Regions from separate parts of the Mus musculus genome. Here region 2 is linked to region 1. The links are chromatin contacts, called in public Hi-C maps. All regions are on one chromosome and are shown on one strand. Each heading gives the region's core, a stretch centred on a gene start, on an enhancer-like site or on the middle of the called end of the contact. The rest is flanking DNA. Distances are from core to core; before and after follow the strand shown.

Region 1 (6,238 bases), core at 1,461-3,960:
CATGTATGAATCTAGATTTAGGGTTCTAAATCTCCTTTTAGAACCCTAATTTTGATTATGTTATCAAATAATACTATCAGTTTGTCTTTTATTATTGTAAACGATGCCCATATATGAGCAAGACATTTCTTCTTTGGGACAGAATCCAGTTAGAGGAAAAGTTAGGTCAAAGACTAAACATTTTAGTGACTGTTATTCTGATGTGAATCAAAATGATTCAAACATGTTGCTTGCAGATGGTCAGCCATTATTCTAATTTCATGACTGTTAGTGGAACTGGATGACCTAATTAAAATATAGGGTATGAAGCATCAGTAAGTGTGTTTAAGGATCAGTGTTCAGAATTGGTTCCCAAGACAGTACAAAGGAAGTCTATTTTTCCCAGTAAAAAATATTTGCCTATTGTTAACATCAACACAATGCAGACATAAGCATACAATTTCTAGAATCTGGTGGAACACTGGTGAGCAGAGTGAACAATTGTTTTTCAGCTTCCTACCATAATTTAAAAGTGTGTTGAATGAACTTATTCCACAATTCTGGGAAGAACAGAACTACCACATCTGTTAATGTCAGAGATTCTGTACTATAAGTCTTATTGCTTGCCCATGGGCTCTTCCAAGATTGCTGGAGTAGTAGAATTCACAAACATCCTTCTCATAGGTGCAACGGGCAGGCCTTTATCTTTCAGTTAAGATTCCCTTAGAAGGAGCTACAGCTGTTTTTCACTTGCTTTCTGCTATCAACTTTCCACCCTCTCTGTCAACTTTAGGTGACTGATTCTTTTTTTTTTCCACTAACTTGCTTTTCACTCTGGCCATTAAACACTGCTAAATGCCTCTCTACTTCTTTGATGCACCCATTACTTCCTAGAGAAGAGACATTCTTCACCTTGTCTGAGCCGCAAAGCCAGTAATGGAAAGATTTTAGACTCCACAACAACTAAGCCAGAATGAACATCCAAGACTTAACTCAAGCACCTAGGGCTTCAGATGCTGCAAGTGAGCAAACAGATCTGCAGAGACTAAACACTGAGGCTGCCCAAATGGCTCTCCTCCACACCCCTCTTTGCCTCTTTTACTTTACAGAAACCACTATCCTCTCATGCCGTATCTTCACTTCAAGCTCTGTTCCCATGTGCAGCTGCGTTGTTTCCCTTACTTGTAGAAGGCTGTGTGTTTCAGAGGCCTTTCACCCATTGCTGAGGGTTCTGAGGCTAGGTGGATCCAGCTGCTTACCTGATCCATCTGCACTGGACCCCTCATGCAGCTCCTGAAGGCTAAGCTTCCACTCCAAAGGTGCATCGCAAGGTGTCACTGTGACTGACAGTGGGGTGTTATCTTCCTCAACCATGAAGAAATACCTATGGGAAAGTTCAGACCCTATGGTGATTCTAATCACAACAATCAAGACCTACCAGAAAAGTCTCTTGGTTTCCAGTTTTACTCATTTAACACTTTTCAGAGAAAACATAAAACCCTAGAAGTCCACAAGTTTAAAGTCCAAATGCAAACAGGCAGCCAAAGTTAATATCAACAAGTACAATGAAGGTAACAAAAGGAGATTCAACCAACTGTCCTGAGTTCAAGATGAACTCTTGTCCCTCTGTAGGGGCCCCCACCAAGAAATAAGTCACAGCCACTAAGCATTCCCTACGTGCCCCGATAGCACTGTGCTTTGACAATATTTGTGTTACCTTGATGGTACTCTGACATGTCACCTGCTCTGTCAAAAAAAATCAGTTTCCAGCATAGTCCTAAAACCATAGTACCCTTGGTTTGCAAGATAACATAGCATGTGATTTTATTATCTATTTATTACCAACATATCCTGTCAAATTAAGTATGTTAAAAGTTTTAAAACAATTAGAAAGAAAATTAAAATATTCTGTTCTTTATTTTTACCTCAGACATTTCCCATGGTACCTCAGAAGATATTTCATGGAGAATGAAATTACCAGTAACCTATAAAAATGGTCATATTCTAACTCTAAATTTCTTTCATAATTTTACTTAATTACCTTTCATAGGCTGCAACCTTGTGCTGTAGGTAGCTTCAGGCTAGCTCACAGGCTCTATGGGGAAGGAGGTGGGTGAGCTTCATTTCCTGTATGCTGTTTCAGCTCAGCATCCCTCGAGTCACTCTTTTCCACATGCCCACCACCAACACACAGGCCAGGCTGACAACAGTACTCAACTCCTACTCTGCTCTCTCAGATCACCTCTGCTGCATCCAGTCTCTCTATTGAGCCTGGGTCTTCATAGCAGTGTCCCTTCTCTACCTCTGCTTGCTCCCATATCACATCAGACACCTGAATTTACCTCTTACATGTTAACAACTCTCAGGTTTAAATCTCCAGCCTGAACCCTTTCCATCTTCAATAAGACAGTGGCGTTTCAAACTTGAGGCATCTAATCTGAATCCTTATAGTCACACCCTTTCAGTAGATCAATTTCTGGTCACTCCAGATGAGCAATTTAGAGTCTCTCTTGGTGGTTTGTTTGTTTGTTTGTTTGTTTGTTTGTTTGTTTTGGCTTTGTTTTGTTTTACTTTGCCTTTGAAATTCATGCAGACACTGCTTTCTCCTGGCTGCCCTAAATCTTCAGTTTCTCTTGCCTGAGACTTGCTGTGGCCTCCTGATCAGGCTCCTGGTTTTGTAAACCTCAAACTCAGAATTTCCCCTGGCTCAAAAAAACCCTCCAAGACCTGTGTGTTACAGAGTAAAAGCCACAGAGCTGATGCTGTCTCTCAGGTCCCTTCCTGATCCACCTCAACTGTGTGTGCCTTGCCACTATGTCACCCTGAGATTTGTTGTCTGTGGAGCAGGCATGCTGGCTCCTGCCTGTGGACTCTGAACCTCCTTCACCTAGCAGAGCTCCTTGAGGCAGAGGCCCAGATGTGTTCAAGTGCTCCCTTCAGTCCTCTACGCCAGCATCATTGTGAATCCACCTGGACTCCATATGTAAAAGATTTCCTTCTTGCTAATGAGTGTCACTTTCCTTTTATTTTTGAAGTACTTATTGACACCTAACATACTATGTTCCATTTATTCCTTTTTAATTTTTCTGTCTCCCTCAACTAGACTGACAGCTATAACAGGGTAGCCATTTATTTCATTAATATGTATTCAGACACTGAAATAATTCAAAATATTTGTTGAGACAATTAACCAATTGTGATTTCCACCGTTAAATCATTTCATTACTTCCAACTATTCTTTCCATCGAAACAGAAGCAATCTCTATTTAAAGCCCTGTTCCAAGTTTCTAAACCTGGTGAAACACTGGGTGACCAGAAAAGGAACCACCCCTTTTCCAACTTGTACCACAGGTTGAAAATGAAGTATATAAAATTTCCCGTTCTCAACCCAACACCGATGACATCAGATCTCCTTTCCTATGCCTAAGCCTCATTATCTCTCACAGGCACCATGCACCATTCCCCAAGCACAACTCACAAGCATCCTTTGCACAAGAGCAGTTGTCAGGCCCTTATATTTAAGCTAAGGTTTCCCTCGAAGGAGGCAAATCATTGCCATGCCCCTCTACAGACCTTGCATTGTACTCGTATAAACCACAGGTTTCCTTTTTCAGCTTTGAGCCTTTTCACAGATTTACATTTTAGCTTTGGGTCAGCCTTCAACTGATCTCACGGTCACAAGCTTCCTCAGGGCGGTCCTGCCTTCTTCACCAGGTTCTGTGCTTGTCTCTGTCTCTTTAACCACACAGGACTCCTGTGTTCTCTAAAACAGTACCCATTCCTGGGTCTCTGAGATGTGTTTTTTCAACACCCCCCCCCCCCCGCTATGCTCTACTCATATTTTGATGCGAGCTCTTCAGAAACGTTTTTCCTCACTCATTCCAGAAGAGGTTTGCAAACTCTCTCTTGGGGGCTATGGTCTCCACTTGTCACACTTATTGCAATTTGTGCCTACTGCGTTTGTGTGGTTATTTGATCTGCCATTCCCCCAAGGCCCACTTAGGGCTCATTTTCATTGTCACTGTAACATCCCTGTTCTCAGCATGCTAACACAGATTTATGCATAGAGCAAGCACTCACTAGACATTTTTTGAATGAATGAATACTAAGTCAATGAGCTAACTCAGGAATCTTAACAGCAATCTCATTAGTCTAGCCTGAGGATATTATATCCAGAAACTGCTTCTACTTGAATACATGAAATCTGAACAAAAATAGAAGTTTTTCTCTTCACTATTCAGAGATAAATTTAGAGATGTCAAGTGATGTGGAGCAAGAGAAGACAGAATGAAGAACATGTTAAACATATGCAATGTCTTAAAAATAATACTGGACAATCATCTAAAAGGACAGGTGGATAATTTAACTGTTTACTATGTAAAGTCTGATGTACCACTTACCATAGCCACCCATACACATGGCAAAATATTTGCCATTTAATTCTGCCTGCTTTCTGAAGAGGTTTTTTTTTTTAATCCTTAAGCAGAGATGATATTAAGCTGAGCCTTTTCATATCACAGAGAAAAAGAGACACAGTATCAAATAGTATGTGGAACTTCATGGTTTGTTTCCTGGATTTTGAGCAGCACAGGACAGCAATGCTAGAGGCAAAACCAAGCTGATCTGTTAGCTGCTTTCAGAGAGCAGTTTCTTTCCTTAGCTAAGCAATGGTGTGTTAGTACCTTGATGACAACCGTACCTATTAACAAACAGGAGGATGTTTGCATTGCTCAAGGTGATCCTTGTGCATGTGCAGCAGCAGGAGGTCCCTAAGGTAACACTTCCTTCTAAAAGCTCTCAAGTTAGGGATAAGCGAGAAACCGAACCAGCAATACGCCATGCATCCATTATTAAGCATGCACAAAACAGAAGTGATAGGATATGGTCTGTATGTTCAGACATGTAATCCCTAGGAAGTTGGCAGAAATGAAATGGATGGATGAAAAGCACAGATGAGGAGGAATGAACACCACAACACACCGACCCTTGCAATGGATATGTAAACATGAGAGCAACATGTACATGTCTACTCCTCCAGACAACCATCTGAGGTAGAACATTAGCACGGCTGTGTGCACATACAACTGTCCAACCCCAACTCAGAAGTTACATTTCTTCTTGGAGCTACAACTCTACCTAACACGTTCAAGCAAAGAGTTCACTCAGGTGGAGATACAAAGGGCCTTAAAATGTTTTTTTTGGAAATAAAAGTCAAAAATAAAAAATTAGTAAATGAAAGATGGGGAAAGGGATACAGTTTTGTAATGTAACATAATGAGAACATGTTTTGGAGGGAAAATGTCATTTTCAGTACTACCCTTGGAACTACAACTTACTTAATTTTTAGAAGATAAGGGGGTAAGCCATTTATTTGATTAATTGGTAAGCTGTATTTAAAAAACACTACTTAGAGAACAGAACCCAGGTGTATTTGGAAAAGGACAGACATTCCTAAAGAAAAATTTGGTTTGTTCTCTTTCACTAAAATATTTCAAGGACATAAATCTAACTGTGCTCAATGACAGTCCAGTTTCTATTAAGGATTCCTCTGAAGTCATTCATAGCTTTCTATATCCTTTCTTATTCTCATAGACTGAGCTTCTGTGAGGAGCAGTACAGCCAGCTTCTCCATGTGCTATGAAAGCAATTCGTCTTATATCAGTCTCATGAACACCATTTAAAAATTCATAATTATTTACACTTTGAGCCAGTTCAGAGTCTGCTGCATTCCTTCACACAAGTTACTCTATCATAGGGTTGAAACAATGCCCACTTCACCTCTAAAATCAGGTCATCTGTGCTCATTCTTGATCAGAGGATGAAATAATGGGGCCATTAAATAGAAGAGGTTTAGAGTACCATTCTTTCTTCATGAAGTTGAAAATATGATATAAAGATCCCTTACCTTAGTCTTTGGAAAGTGGGTTAGTGATGTGGGACAATTCTATGTTTTGGAATGCCAACCCATCTCAGACCCCATAGGACTTTTTTTTTTTTAATTCAAAACATTTACAATGAAAGGCAGAGAAATGTTAAAGCATGACAGTTTGATAACTTCAAATATAATATTTTCTATTATATCATATACATGTATATGATATAGGTGTCTAACTTCTAAGATAGACATAATTAGAAACAGAACAGAAGTCCAGTTGCTTATGGTGGTGTGAAAGACATGATAGCTGTCAATTTTTCAGTATTTGAGTTTCTCAGAATTTCATCATATCTCCTTGTGCTACCATCCTGAAGTAATTCCAGT
Region 2 (6,872 bases), core at 3,090-5,589, 65 kb before region 1:
TAACTCTTACAAAGACCCACCACATACGTGCTACACTACTCTAGTATCTAGGCAAGGGTGTTAGAGTCAATGTCAGAGGTACCTGCAGGGACTTTCAGGAAAGTGGCAGCTAGCGAGGAGGTAATATCAGGTGATTTTGCAGACATTTGACTAATTTATTTTGGAATCCTGGGTTCAGTAGTTTACACACACACCCTTCCCTCTTTCTGCCTCTTTTCCCATTTCCTGCCAGTCACTGAGAGCTTCAGTGCTGTTGAATGTTGCAAGAAATACTTTATGCATGAAATTGCAGTGCTCATTAAAGCTCACTCGGTAGGGAAATGTGGAGGAATGGAATTCTGCAGCTCCATCTCTTTTCATGGGAAATAAAAACTGATATCTGAAAGAAGCAACTTGCAGTAAAATGTTATTTTTCTTTTTTTTTTCTTCTGGGATTTCTAAGTACTGCCAGTTTCAAATACTTTATTATAGATAATCCTTCCCAATTTAAATGTCCAAGTTTTCAATAAAACAGGCTTCATGAAAAGCAAGTAACTTTGCAAATGTGATTTCAAATTTTGCCTTCAGAGGATCCAGCACATTCCTCCATTTCAGTCGGAAGTACAAAGTGTGGATCTGAGGGGAGAATGGCTTATGAAATTTAAAATGATTGTCAGGTGTCAGGACTTATAAAATATTCCTAGTGCTTGTGACTGCCTAGTAGCTATAGATATTTCAAAGTCAGGGTTTTTAAATGCAGCAATGTTAAATTTAAAAAGAAATCATCATTTTTTTACAAGGTTTGAAGCTTTTTAATTTTTTTAAATGTCTCTTGTATTCCAGGCTGGCCTCAAGGACATTTGTCCAGAGATGACCTTGAACTTCTGATCCCTCTGCTCCTTCTGCTCCTAATCTCCAAGTGTGAAGATTACCGGCTTGTGCCATACACCCGGCTTGAACTTGGGGTCTTGTGCAAAAGGGCACTTTGTTTCCCAGCTCAGATGTATTCCTAAACCCTCCTTTTAGCTCACTTTTGACAATATCCTCAATAAAGAATGGTTTGTCTATCCATTCAAATTATTATACAGAGTCACTTGTTACTTTATTCGCTAGTTGTAAAGGAAAACTTGATTCTGCTCTAGATATTGCTTAAAACAGAGTGAAAGAATCTTGTTCTTCTATGGAATGTATGTAAATGTGAGCATAATGTCATAATGCTCATTTCAAGTGTGCACGCGCGCGCACACACACACTAATTAGGATACTTCCAAGTTAAAAAGAAGGGAAAACATCAGACAAAAACACATGGAAAAAAAACACGAGGAAAAGGAAAAACTCAAAGCATAGTACTAGTTAAAACTGATGTAGTTATAATATATAGGAGATGTAAACAACCCAAATTGTTGGGGATTAGTTCTAATGCTTTGTCTTAATTCTGCTCCCAAAAGTCATGCTTCCGGATGCTGAGGGTTTCTGTCCCCAGCTGGCTTTGATTAGTAATAAAGAATTGTGGGACAGCCAATGGCTGAGAAGGGAGACGGAGGCGGGACTTTTACATTGCTCTTCAGGGAAAGGCCATGAGAACTAGCAAGGAGAAGGATGGCCAACATGTAGGATTCCAGGACAGTGGCTCTCGGAGCCATTCCTCTGATTGGGTCTAGGGTAGTAAAGATGAAATATAGATTTTAAAAGATGTTTACTCAGGAATACTGGACTGGAGTGTGTACTAGGCGCAGGGAAGTTTAGAAGTGTCCAACCAGCGCTGGTGGCACACGCCTTAATCCCAGCACTTGGGAGGCAGAGGCAGGAGGATTTCTGAGTTCGAGGCCAGCCTGGTCTACAAAGTGAGTTCCAGGACAGCCAGAGCTACACAGAGAAACTCTGTCTCGAAAAACAAAAACCAAACAAACAAAAAAGTGTCCAACCATTGAGCTAGTCAAGGCATACCAAAATTAGTTGGTGTGTGTGTGTGTGTGTGTGTGTGTGTGTGTGTGTGTTTCATTCTCGAATCCAGAGCTCTTGGGCACCTTGCAGCTGTCGACCCACTGGGAGCCAAAGCAGATTAACTAATTCACTGCAAACACCAAATATCTGTCAAATGTGTCAGCCTGAGTAGGTGTGTCAACCTGAGTAGGTCACTAAAGTCCAGTGGTTGGCGTTAGCCTTACACCCATGCATATAAGGGCAGAATTGGATTCAGTGATTTAAAAAACTAAACTAAACTGGGAGGGGAACCCAGTGGAAGTTCTGGGAAGGGGTCGGGAATGGATTTGATCAAAACACATTGTATAGGAATATGAAATCCTTAAGCAATGAAATAAAAATATATTTAAAGACAAAGTGATTACATAATATCATATGGTACAATATGTGACACACTACAGATGACAGCAGAACACAAATATACACGAACAACATTCTTAATGAATAAGGCAGTATGCACAAGGCTTGTATTGGTCTGCATCAGTTGGAGTCCTAGAGCTGAAAGGAAAAGTGGGCGCATCCCCCATCCATAATCCAGAAGCAAGTTCAAATTGATAGCCAATGTAAATTAAAATTTAGTTCTCTCCAAGGGAGTCCCACTGGTGAAACCAACTACTTTTATGTATAGGCTGAATGCCCATTAGTAAATAGCCAACAAAAAAATGAACTCAAAAGAGTCTTCGACGGTTCCCTGTTTGTTTCATAACAGCATGCCAGGACTCTTTTTCTTTTCTTTTTTCTTATTATTTTTAAAATTTTTATTTATATATCTTCTTTCCTTTTACCGTATATATGAATGTATGATTTTCCAATGTATGAGATTCCTAAGTGTGTGCCTTCTCTTTTTTTTTTTTCTTTTTTTTTTAAGATTTATTTATTTATATGTAAGTACACTGTAGCTGTCTTCAGACACTCCAGAAGAGGGAGTCAGATCTCGTTACGGATGGTTGTGAGCCACCATGTGGTTGCTGGGATTTGAACTCCGGACCTTCGGAAGAGCAGTCAGGTGCTCTTACCCACTGAGCCATCTCACCAGCCCTTTTTTCCTTTTTAAAATACAATTCTAATGTGTTAGTTTTTGTTTCATTTTATTTTTTACTATTCCATAGAAGTCTATTTGTCCTAATGAGAGACACAAAAGCAGTGTGCCTGGATGGGAAGGTAGGTGGGAGAAGCTGGGAGGAGTAGAGACAGGGGAAACCAAGATAGATTATTCAAGAAAAAAAATCCATTTTTCAATGGGGGGAGTATAATAAAAATAGTAATAGTAATAATAATAATATGTTGACATAGAAAGAATTCTTAGTGCATATGAGATAAATGGTTAGTGATGCATTGCGGGGCCGTGGGTGTGGTGGAAAGAGGGGAGTGGGAGAGAAGATGAATCCTGCCAGAGTTCCGGTGCTCTGGGCGGGCAGGCGGACAAGGAAGGACTGCACAGGCTTTCCACACGGCCCAGGATGGGCATCTTGCTGTGTTAAGCCACTGACCCCACACGGAGGGTGGTGGACAAGGGGCAGCCCCAGGTACAAGGTCCTCAGCCTCCAGCATCCCATACTGGATAGGGCAGAGGAGCTGAGAACAGAATAGAGGCCCTGGAGGATGAAAGGAGGAGAGGGCGGGGGAGAGGCAGCTCTGGATGATTCCCACACAGGCAAGAGTCCTTGGTCAGGTCTGTGGCTGGAGCACAGGATGACCTTCTTGCGGGAGATTAGACTCGGCTCTTTAGGAGAAAGCCTATCCCATCGCTCAAGCATGGCAGGCCTTGATGATCAGAAACAGTCTATGGTTTTTAGAGCTCTATTGTAGAAAGGCAAGGTATACTTGCACAATGCAAAACTTCCTTGCTGTCACGCGGTGATTCTGGTCAGACCTCCCCCCAACCCCCACCCCAAATTTGCTGTAACAATTGTAGCTAAAATCCTGTCCTTCTAACAGAAAGTGGGGCATCCTCTTTAAAATGATTCCTTCTAGCAAAGAAGGCAAAAGTATGTTTTTCTAGAACTCTCCTGAAGACAGCTGTACTAATGCTCTGGCTCCCACGGCAAGGGTTATCCTTCAGAATCCTCTTGTTTAGCAAAGTGAACTGTTCCTAAGAGCTAAGGTTATGGGGTTTACCCCAGGTTGTTGTATACTGTCTTTGTTTGGTCTCTTTTGAGAACACTAAAAGCCAAACGTCAAAGCTATCTTAAGTGTCTGGAGTCTCTTTGCTCTTGAAGATCTCTCTTGTCTGGCGCAGTGAGGGCTCAAGCTGCTCTCAACTCAGACTGCGCACTGACCTTCCTCCTTGCCAACTCGTGTTTCTCTTATGCTAATTAAGCAGCAGTTGTGTGAGTCCTTCAAGGCTTCTCTCTGCTCTGCTTCCTGCCTCCCTTCCCCTTTTATTTCCCTTTGAAAGGACTCTCTCTGTGTCAGATGCACCTCTTTCCTGACCACGGAGTCATAAATCAAGACTTTTACTTTCAGAATCTTTGTCTGAGTCTGTAAGGTGCCGGTTCTGGCCTTTATCCCTTTAAGGAACGTGGGTACGGAGCCAAGAGCCATTGTTCAGTGGCTAAAAAACAGCCCCAATCACCAGTTCCGCAGAAGCTCAACTGCTGGACTTTTAACAATTTACAGATGGCCAAATGGCTGATCAAATGTTGATATCCCACCCATGTAGACGGCAAGTAGGACAAGCTGACGTCTCAGAATTTGGGTGTGTTATGGTTGGCTTTTTAATTCAAGCTAGGGGTGCTGGCATAAATCTGCTATCCCAATTCTCAGAAGAGAGGCAGGGTGATTAGGAGTTCAAAGCCACTCTCTGCAACATACAGCATTTGATGCTACTCTAGGCTATAATGAGACCTATCTCTACCACCCATGTCAAAACAAAACAACAAAACCCAACTAAACTAAACCAAGGTTTTAAATGTAAATTTTAGTGCTATTTAATGTTAATTGCTTCTAAGCACTGCTTTTGTTTAGAAGAGCAGAGTTATTGTAGTTGGCATTCTGTAAGTACAGCCCAATTAAAACAGTAACAAATCCTTGTAAAAGCGCATCTGTCCTCTGACAGATCTACAGTCAGCAAAGATTCCTCTCCCATTCTGAAATCTGTTTGTTCACATCTTAACAGTTTCCTTTGCTGTGAGGCAGCGTTCATTTAGTGAAGCTTCATTTGTCAGTTCTTATGATTGTTCCTACATCCTGGAGACTTGTCCAGGAATTGTGTGTCTGTGCCTAGACCTTGAAGAATTTTCTTTACATTGTTTTTTGTTTGTTTGTTTGTTTTTAACAGTTTCAGACTTTCAGGTCTTACATTAAGATATTTTATTCATGGTCAAGAAATATGGCTCAGTGGATAAAAGTCCTTCCAGTAAGCTGGTGACCTAACTTCAATCCTCAGAAACCACCTGGTAGAAGGAGAGTACTCCTGAGGGATATCCTGTGACCTCCACACATGATCAGTCTCTCTCTCTCTCTCTCTCTCTCTCTCTCTCTCTCTCTCTCACACACACACACACACACACACACACACACACACACACACACACACACACACCACACACACTCACACACACATGTGCACACACAGAGATGCACAAAAAATAAATACATTAATAAAATATTTTTACTCAGTGATCCCTTTGGAGTTTGTACAGGGGACGAGACAGGAACCTAGTTTCATTCTACTTGTGTACCTCCAGTTTTCCAAGCATTCTTTTTAAAGGGGTTATCTTTTTCTCTGATGTATATTTTGGACAACCATGTCAAAAATCAGGTGGCTGGATCTGTCTGGATTACAGTTGAACACATTGGGAGGATAAACAAATGGTTCTGGGAAACTTCGCATTTTCTTCTCTATCGGTTTACACTTAAATAGAGGGCGAGAGTTGCATATATTACTAAGCAGTAGCAAATAGGGGCAGTACTGGTGGAAGTGCGGTCATACCCATCAGGATTGTCTCTGGGGAATCTTTCCTGAAACAGTTCCTCCTCAGGCTGGCAACTAGAAAAGCTCAAGGCTGAGATTCCTGAGGAAATTCCAATGGGAACCATGAGTTGAACAGCAGATAGACCAAGGAAGGGACACAAGTCGCTCTCCTTAGGATATCTTCACTTCTGTCCAAGTGATTACACTTTCACATTCTCAGTTATTGATCTCACTCTTGAGGTGAAATATACCTGTGTCTGAAATCAATATCATCAAAGGAATATAAAAAAGAACACAAGTAGAAGCCAATGTCAGAAGACATCTAGCTAGCACCATAGATAAGAAGCTTTTCTCAGCTGGGCGTGGTGGTGCACACCTTTAATCCCAGCACTTGGGAGGCAGAGGCAGGTGGATTTCTGAGTTCAAGGCCAGCCTGGTCTACAAAGTGAGTTCCAGGACAGCCAGGGCTATACAGAGAAACCCTGTCTTGAAAAACCAAAAAGAAGGAGGAGGAGGAGGAGGAGGAGGAGGAGGAGGAGGAGGAGGAGGAGGGGAAGAGGAGGCTGGTATTAGGGATTCCATTTTGTCTTGCTATAGAATATACTAGCCTCAAGCTTATGCTCCTCCTGCTTCGACCTTAAAGGCAATTTCTAGCATGCCCAATTGACTTGATTTTGTTTCTTACAAATTCTCTTCTTGCTGATGAGCATTAAGTTGCTGGCAACTGACCTTCTCTGTTCTGCATTGTTTCCCTTTTCTTGGATGATACCTGTCTCAATTGCTCTGATCCTTTCCCACACTGGGGGAGGAGTGGAATTAGCAATAGAAGCTAAGGCCTCAGAAGCAATAAAACTCTTTTGGTCAATTTTAATCAAAAAAGAATTTTAGAAGTAGTAGCTCTTAGGGAATATAAATGTGAGTTTTAGCTTACTGGTCCCCTGGGTAATATTCTGGCATCTCAAAAACATTGATCAGACTTTTTTTTGTCAGAAGT

The links. Hi-C and Micro-C count contacts between places; a contact is called where the count stands out from the background.
Region 2: a Hi-C map of regulatory T cells shows a contact between it and region 1, with 2.5 times the contacts expected there. The contact joins two enhancer-like sites. A contact is called at or near these places in 3 of 484 Hi-C or Micro-C datasets (cerebral cortex, group 2 innate lymphoid cells and regulatory T cells) and 2 of 9 other capture datasets (adipose tissue and liver).

Annotation. Positions count from the first base shown.
Region 1 is chr6:65,696,568-65,702,805 of GRCm38.p6, reverse strand. Ndnf (neuron-derived neurotrophic factor) reads right to left here. Exons shown (of 4, transcript NM_172399.3): 3 at 1,239-1,363. Among named protein-coding and RNA genes, the nearest start is that of Ndnf, 28 kb to the right of the region's middle. Within about 2 kb of position 2,710, at least 2 of the 459 cell types and tissues checked have an H3K27ac peak or open chromatin away from gene starts, as enhancers often do. A contact at or near this core is called in regulatory T cells, where this site is marked.
Region 2 is chr6:65,762,733-65,769,604 of GRCm38.p6, reverse strand. No RefSeq gene overlaps it. Among named protein-coding and RNA genes, the nearest start is that of Prdm5, 13 kb to the left of the region's middle. Within about 2 kb of position 4,339, at least 82 of the 459 cell types and tissues checked have an H3K27ac peak or open chromatin away from gene starts, as enhancers often do. A contact at or near this core is called in regulatory T cells, where this site is marked.